Regions from separate parts of the Anas platyrhynchos genome. Here region 2 is linked to region 1. A link is a contact called in public Hi-C data. All regions are on one chromosome and are shown on one strand. The core of a region is the stretch at or near the end of the contact, and the rest is flanking DNA. Distances in the headings are between cores, read along the strand shown.

Region 1 (3,968 bases), core at 651-3,150:
TCTTTTATTGCACTAATGCCTCTTTGTGCCCCTTTGCAGCATTTAAGAGGGCTTTTTTAGTGTTCCTCTGCTGGAGCAGAAGTGCCTGAGTGGGCTCACATGTATGAGGCTCACCTTGGAGAGACAAAAGTGCCTTGGTTCCCAAATGGCCCTAGCATGTAGAGAGCATGGCCACGGTGTGAGTTGTCATTCCTTAGATACCTCTCTCCATCTAAAAGGCTGTGTTCAGAGTGAGGATGGAGCACCTGGGAAATGGACCCATTTGTATTGTTTTGTTTTGCTATTTCTAAGCAGGCATTTTCTTGGTTAAATTAATGTTTTTCCCTCCAGCATGACACAGGGCTGTGATTACAGCTCAATGCACAGAGGAGCTCTCCACATTTTGCTAGTCACACTAAGAAAGAGATCATGCATTGGCCATTATCCTTGCATTTAGGAGCTAACTCTCTATGCGAACACTTCTCTGTGTCTCCCACATGAGCTGAATTACTCTATGTTGGATTTGTGTGTGTATATGTGTGTGAATGAAGTTGCTACACAAACAAGGGATTTGCTATTTGACACCTTTCATTAGGTTATTAGGTTAAAGAGTCTAGATAATGGTTTTGCAGTTCATGTTTTTTTTTTTTTTTTTTTTTTTTAATATATAAATATTTTATATATATATATATATATATATATTTATTTTGTTTTTGATTTGACTGCCAATCTAGAGTATTGGGCTAGACAACTTTAAAGTACTTAATTTTAGTTTTTTCTCTCTTTTTACTCCTTTCCTCCTCCCAGGAGAATTTCCTGATGTCCAGCCTCATCAATATTCTTGGGTGACTCCTCTGGGGCTCTCTGACACAAATTACAGCTTTCCTAAAGCTGGGTAAATGCTTCCTGCACTGGTGATTATATTAGCATTGAGACGGAAAGGGCACTCCCCTGTGGTGGGGGAGGCTCTAGGTCCTAAGCCACTCATGATTCAAAAGCAAATTCTTAGCATGACTTCATGAATTCTTATGTTTCAAAAAAGTTTTATTTCAAGAATAAGTAACGTGTTCCCATGTCCCCTCCCCAAATAAAAGGAGAAACAAGCAGAATACTCCACTTTGCTGTATTCCAGATAATCTGTTAGTTTAGTGACTAATTTTAATCCTTTGGAAAGAAAAAACAAATACAGAAAGGATGACATAAGAGCAACACGTGCTATTATTACAGTTGAATTCCATGGGCAGAAATGATTGAATGAGTCCTCCTGAGTCACTCATTGAGGGGAGGGTCTGCTGCTGAGCCGGGAGGGAGACGTCCCTGCATGGGCAGATGTTGTTGGAGAGGGATGCTCCAGGGTCCCATGCTCAGGGCAGAGGGGCTGTGGGGATGCAGAGATGTGGGGATATTCTGAGCTGGTGATGGGATGCAGGGATGAGGAGAGGCTGGGATGTGGGGATGTAGTGAGGTGAGAGCCACAGACACATCTGCACTCTGAGAATAAGGAATCTACTTCCCTCTGCAGTATCAGTCCCCACTGTAGACACGAAGCCAACACCAACAGGAACAGGTTGTGCTTATGGCAGCCAGTTTGCTGCTGCAGATAAGGGTGCAGGACCCTTTCTGGATTCTGTCCCTGAAGATGCCTGCAGGGTCCCCATGGTGGTGGGCCTGCAGCCCTGCTGCCAGGCTCAGCCTTGGGGCTGAGGGGCTCGGGGTGCCCGGGGGCACAGCATGCTCCCTGTGCTGCCTGCATCCAAAAGCAACATTATAAAGGCTCGACACGTGAAGTCCTCTCACACTCCTTTGCAGGCTGAGCAAGGGGACTGAGGTGGGAAAAGTTTCCCTGAGTGAAGCCAGAAGCCCTGCCACCAGCTGGAGGTGAGAGGCAGCAGCTCCCGGCCCCTGACGGCCGGGGTTAGCTCGTTGTCTGCCTCGCATTGCCCTCTGCTGGCACTTCTTAAAACACCGCCATCGCTTCAGTTACTGCGACGGACCTCTAGTCCCCCATTACTTTTATCCTTTATAGTATTTTTTTGTTTTGTTTTTGTTTTCCAGTGTCTCTGCGTAGCGCATCCCAGGGGACAGGCCTGAGTGTCCCCCTAACCCTGTGTACAAGCTGAGAGCATTTGTGGGTTTCTACTCCAAAGACAAGTTTTTGTCCAAGAAAGGTCTTTTCTGAAGTCAGGATAATGATGAACTGGTTGCTTCGTGTGTCAGTGAATGTGGACGGCATTTATCTGCCCTACAACAAGCAGAACATCACATTTTCTTGGCATTACTTGTGTGCATTGGAGAGGACTGAAAGTAGGAGCCAGCTCCACCATTTGCTACAGGGAAAGAGCTGGGCATCTTTCTCTAGGTGTGTTGCACAAAGCTTATAAATCCATAAAATAAACGAATGAACCCCCTCATCCACCTTTTCATCTGAATTTGGAAAACAGTCACATTTTTTAGTCAACCTGACTAAACTTGGGAAATATTCCCCCAAAGTCTGGGCTGCCCATGGCTTTTGTTGGTGCCAGGGTTTGCTGTAGGAAAGCTGGATTCTGCGCCTGGGTTTCTCTGCTTCTACGACCGGACAGCAGCCAAGCCACTCTGATATCCTGTCTTCTGTTTTTGGGGGCTGCACAGCAGGTCTGCTCTGTCCATTAAGATGAGATGTAAGAGCATGAAAGGAAGGTTTGCGTCTGGAGTCCAGTCTGAACATTTTAACTGAGCTATTCCCAAACTCTGTTTACCTCTTTCATAAAAGTTTAAAAATAATAAAAATAATCATTGTTTTCTTTTCATGATGGCTAAGGACCTAATAACAAAATAAATCCAGCCCCCTTTCCCCCCCATACAAACAAACAAACAAAAAAAAAAGGAAAGAAAAAAGAAATAAAAAAAAAAGAAAAAAGAAAAAAGAAACACAGGAAGAAAAGAAGATGAAGAATAAAAAAAAGAGCAGAGCTTAGATCTGAGCCCTGCTTTCTGCCAGCCCAGAGGGAAGAGGGAAAGCCAAAACAGAGCCAGCCAGGCATTTCTAAGCCTGCTGTTCCTGGAGATGTCTTCTCAGCTTCCAGGCCTCTGGGGCTGCCTCGGGTCAGAGTGAGAAAAGCACATTATCGTACTTTTCTGGTGGGAGCCTTCAAGCAAAAGAGCTGAAGGAAAGGTGCTGCTTGGGGGCCTTTCTCCCTGGATCCCCCAAGCCAGGAGGAGAGCAGTAGGTTTGTGTAGATGGAGGGCATCCAGCCTGCGGGAGATGCGCAGAGGAAAGGGAAAGGCTTGGGGAGCTCAAAAATCCCTGCAAGGATCAGGAGGCATCTGCTGGGCTGGAGAAGGAAACCAGGCAAAGCTGCAGAGGAAAGGAAAGAGAGTCCTTAAAGGGGATTTAACGTGCATGCAAAGCCGCAGATCCCAACTCAGGCTCTGAATCCTCTTCTGCCAGGAGAGAGCAGAAAATACCCCCATCCATATTCCTAAAGGTTGCAAGCTAGACTAGGAAATTAATTGCTCGTTATAGAGATGAGTGTGCCAACAGCATGAGCTTTTCAACTCGCAGGGATAAATGGCAGGGCTGGGTTCAAAGTTTGGAACCAGGAAACTCTACAGCTTTGTCTTCCAAAACAGGGGAGGAAGAAAGCCAGGATCCTCAGCCTGCTTTCAAAGCCCTGGTGCTCAAAGGAGCACATTCTTCTCGAATCTTGTTAACGTCTCCAATTTAACATTTGGAGAGCTGAGGTTTTAATCCCCCCTGGTATTTTCAGTAGCAGCAATGTGGCACATCTCTCTCCTGCTGATGAAGGTTAAGATGTAATTTGGCTTGTCATTTCACTCTAAGAATGGTCTTAGTGTATCACAGAGCTTTCTCTTCTTTTTTGGATATTCAGTTATGTGAATTCAGTCGCTGTTCAAGGACCCTGCCAGCACCTGGAAGTCTCCTGAGTAGGATCAAATGCACATTTTACTTCAGTAATATCAAGCTCCCAGTGCTCTGCTGCAGTTTC
Region 2 (3,968 bases), core at 939-3,438, 44 kb after region 1:
CCTGACACATAAATATAGTCCGTGTCCCCAGACGACCTACATCTGCATGTCTAAAGCTATTAATATGCTTAGCTGCGGGCTTGTGAAGAGATAGACAATTCCAACAGCAACTTGATGAGGGAACAGTTATGATTACTACATCCTACCACACCTGAAATAAAAGCAAGGAAAGCAAAACCAGAACTATACACTGTTTCCTCAACACTATCTGCAAAACAAGCCTGTGTTATCCCCATTTAATTTTAAGCACCAGAGAAACCTGTGTTGTTCTATTCCCCTTTTGAAGACATGGAGAAACCTGGCACAGCCTGCAGTACCAAACTGGTCTGGCTGTGGTTTTGCAGCACAGCTCTTGTCCTTCGATGACTTAAAAGCCATTTTAGTTTGCCCCAAAGTACAGCCTTGAAGGAAATAACTAGTTCTCTTGGTGAAGAAACCTGGCTATAGAATATAATTTGCTCCAGGTCCAGCATTTATAGACACACACAGCCAATGCCTCCCAGTGAAGGCAGGCTAGGCTCGCACAGTCTGCATACAAACCACTCTTTGTCACTTGCCCTGTACCAGGGCACATTTCCGGGCACAGATCAATTATACGTTAGCCAGACTTCTGCAAAGAACACCACAGATGCCCAGACATCCAGGCTCTCTATTAATTAACTAGAAAGAGCTTGCAAAGGGAAATTACACTCTTAGGTACTTCATTTAGGTATCATAAATTAGGAAATTAGGACTCTTCTTCCTACAGCTACCAGATGCCAACGACTCTATGGCACAAACTTAACTCTCACCTCTTTCTGCTTTCTTATCATATGTCTTTATTGAATTATTTTTCTTCCAACATCTGTAACTCACAAACTACTGTGTATGTTAAAAGTCTGCATATAGGTACAATGAGAAGGGTTTGTAGTAGTACATAACTACAATTACTATGTGGGATAGGAACTGTGAAACATGGTAGGGAGGTAGGGTGAAGAGTAAGAGGTACTTTACCATAGAACTGCTTAACTCTCTAGTTCCTTATTTTTCTGGTGTACCACATCTGCCATATAACTAACAGCTTCATATCCAGTGGCAACGTAAGGCTGTTTACAACGGAAAAGAAAAGCTACTCTAATCGGATTCTTTGAAGGAAGCAGCTTCATGCCTTTGGGTCATGTGTACACCGACAGTAGCAGGTCACGATCAGGTATTACTTGCAGAGACCGATTGTAGGGTTTGTACATGGTTTGCAAGTGAAAAGTATTGGATGAAGCAAGTCTTATAAAAATGTCGTGTTCGTGTGTACCAGCATGTATGTCTTTTGTGGCAGACAAAGTTCTGGTAACCCCTGTTAGTGTTAGACTAACTGATGACTACATTCCTCTGCATTTTGCTGGAAGTGTTACTAATACTGCTGCTTCCAAAGGGAACAGGTAGGGGTGACTTTGATAATGTCATCTGCAGAAAATTACCTCAAAGAACAGAGAAATATTTCTGGAGACTATAACTGGCTGTAGAACAACATTCCCTAGTATCTGCAGATACTGGAAATAGAAAACCCATCAGAAAAAAACTGAAGAATCCTAGCTGTATTACCAAATGTGTTCTTAAGAATTAGAACAAAATAAAACAAACAGCAGCATGGCACTGTCCATATGAGCCAGCAAAGCTGTATGTTGTTTTATAGTTGGGTCCTATTGTTCCAACAGACTGTCCCCAGAGGAGAGCTAATGGCCTTAGTGCCAGTGCAATTCCTGCCCACAGGGTGCCGGTGCCATAGCTCAAAACAGCAAAAATCAGCGCAAGCTACAGGTTCATACTAACAAGTACATTTGATGATGGGAACAACTCACATTTGCGAAGATACGTGAATTCTAATCTACTCCTATTTAAAGAGATCTCATCACCATATTAATTAATCTTTAAAGCATAAATATTTTATGCAGTTTAGTCATCTCTGATTGAGAATTAGCTCCAAATTACACTTGAAGAAAGTGCAAACTGACACAGTTGCAATGCAGCTATTAGCAAAGGCACCTTCCAAGAAGGGGATGGTGATGCAGGATTCACGTCAATATCCAAACCCCAATTTCCATATTTCTACAGCCACTGCAGAAAGCTCCTCCTCTCACCAGCAGAGACCAAGTTAATGCAGTCAGGGGTGTCTGGGCAGTGACTCAGCTGACTGAGTAGGACACGGAGGTGTCGGGCATGATTTATCCCTGCAGTACTTTGCCTAACCTCCAGCTGCTGCTCCCCAGCGGCATGGGGCTTCAGTAGGTACCTCTCCACATTTGCCAGCCCCGTGTAAATCTTTCCAATATCCTCAGTTTGGGTAAATGAATCGAGCACAATGTGCTTATGTTACAGTGACCTGAATAGCCCTCTATACTCCAGTGACTCTATTGGCAAGATTCCCATTGATTAAAGGAAGCTCAGACACTAATCACACATGAAGACACCTACAGCTACTAGCCTGAATACATGGCTCAATCCTACCCAGGGACATTGAATAAGCTGATACCAAGTTCGGCAGAACACAGATGGACCTAGGGTTTTTTTCCTTAAACTAGAAACAGAACATTTTCAACCTATTTTTTTTTCAGTCAGTTGTAAATTAGCAGTTCATAACCTTGAATAAATGAAGCTACCACATGACTACTGGGAGAGAATGCAATGGGAACACCCAGATAATTAGAAAAAGCTGGAGTTACTCTTTCTTTAGAACACATTATCCTTCGTGTTATATAGACTGTAAATAGTACAGAACACACGAACAACTAACTGGTCCTACTTTGAAAGGCCTTCTTTGGATCAGCATATCCTCAAGGCACCGCGTGGTTGTGAGCTTCATTACCGTGAGAACAGAGTCCTCACCTCAGCAGGTCGCTTTGAACACGTGTGAGGTTTCATAAAACAGTGTATTTGCCAACTCACCAATAACAGGAGTTATGATAAACAATGACAAGGTAGATGGGGAGGAATTCCTGATTACAGCTGGCAGATCGCTTACTGACTTTGTACTTTGATCTCAACATAATCATTTTTTTTTCTGCTTCACAAAGGAGTTTCCTTCTAAAGTTAGTGTGAAGTGTTTTAAATTCCTGCTTTCTTCAGGCCCAATTTTGTGGTGAACCAATACAAAACGTAATTAGTTAAGAAAAGACAGTTGGTGTTTCTCAGGAGGCAGCCAGCCTTGACAGATCAGTACACTTTTTGTATTTCTTCAAGCAAAGAAATACTTATTATTAACTTGGCCTTCCCTCAGGACTTTCCATAAGCAGAGAGCCTGGAAGGAAGCACAGCTTGGAAAACTTAACAAGAATATTAAAAAAAAAAAAAAGCAAAACAAACAAATAAAAAAACAGGCTGCATCTCTTCACCACAGAGAATACTATTGCGTAGAATAGCCCAGAACCAGATAATGCTGAGATGTCTTTGGAGAGTAATACTATTTCAAATACCTAACGAGACTGGACAAAAATAGATATACATTGGATTAGCTCCATGCAGGGTAATAAACTAGTCACTGAAGATTAAAAGTGCAAAAAAATTGAAGTCCTTCTGCTAATATATGTTGCTTATATTGGTAATTACTGGTCAGGCTCAAATATTTCTTAGCATTTAGCCTATTTTTATCAGTTTTAGACATCTTATTAAATATATATACACAGTCCTTGCCTGAACAAGTAACACTCAAATATGTAAGACAAATTTCTATGATATTTTATAGCAAAATAATCACAGTTCCTATCTGGTGCAGTGAAAGAACCAGATATAAACACAGTTCAACAGTTAATAGTAAATTATATTTCCAGTGTAGCTACAAAGAGAAACCTACGCTGTATTTTAAATGTGCCAGGCTACTGTCACATTACAAAGCGATGCTGAATACTGTAGTAAACTGATAATTAGACTCGAGTTTTAATTGTTATCAAATTTCAAATAAGGATCAGTTAATCAGGTGAAATCAACGCTTTGTATGC

What was found. Hi-C and Micro-C count contacts between places; a contact is called where the count stands out from the background.
Region 2: a contact with region 1 is called in a Hi-C map of skeletal muscle, with 2.2 times the contacts expected there. The contact joins two enhancer-like sites. A contact is called at or near these places in 2 of 8 Hi-C or Micro-C datasets (liver and skeletal muscle).

What each region holds. Positions count from the first base shown.
Region 1 is chr4:64,477,946-64,481,913 of IASCAAS_PekinDuck_T2T, forward strand. No RefSeq gene overlaps it. Among named protein-coding and RNA genes, the nearest start is that of C1QTNF7, 11 kb to the left of the region's middle. Within about 2 kb of position 1,901, at least 1 of the 8 cell types and tissues checked has an H3K27ac peak or open chromatin away from gene starts, as enhancers often do.
Region 2 is chr4:64,521,548-64,525,515 of IASCAAS_PekinDuck_T2T, forward strand. The region is part of intron 7 of CPEB2 (cytoplasmic polyadenylation element binding protein 2); the gene reads right to left. Among named protein-coding and RNA genes, the nearest start is that of CPEB2, 40 kb to the right of the region's middle. Within about 2 kb of position 2,189, at least 1 of the 8 cell types and tissues checked has an H3K27ac peak or open chromatin away from gene starts, as enhancers often do.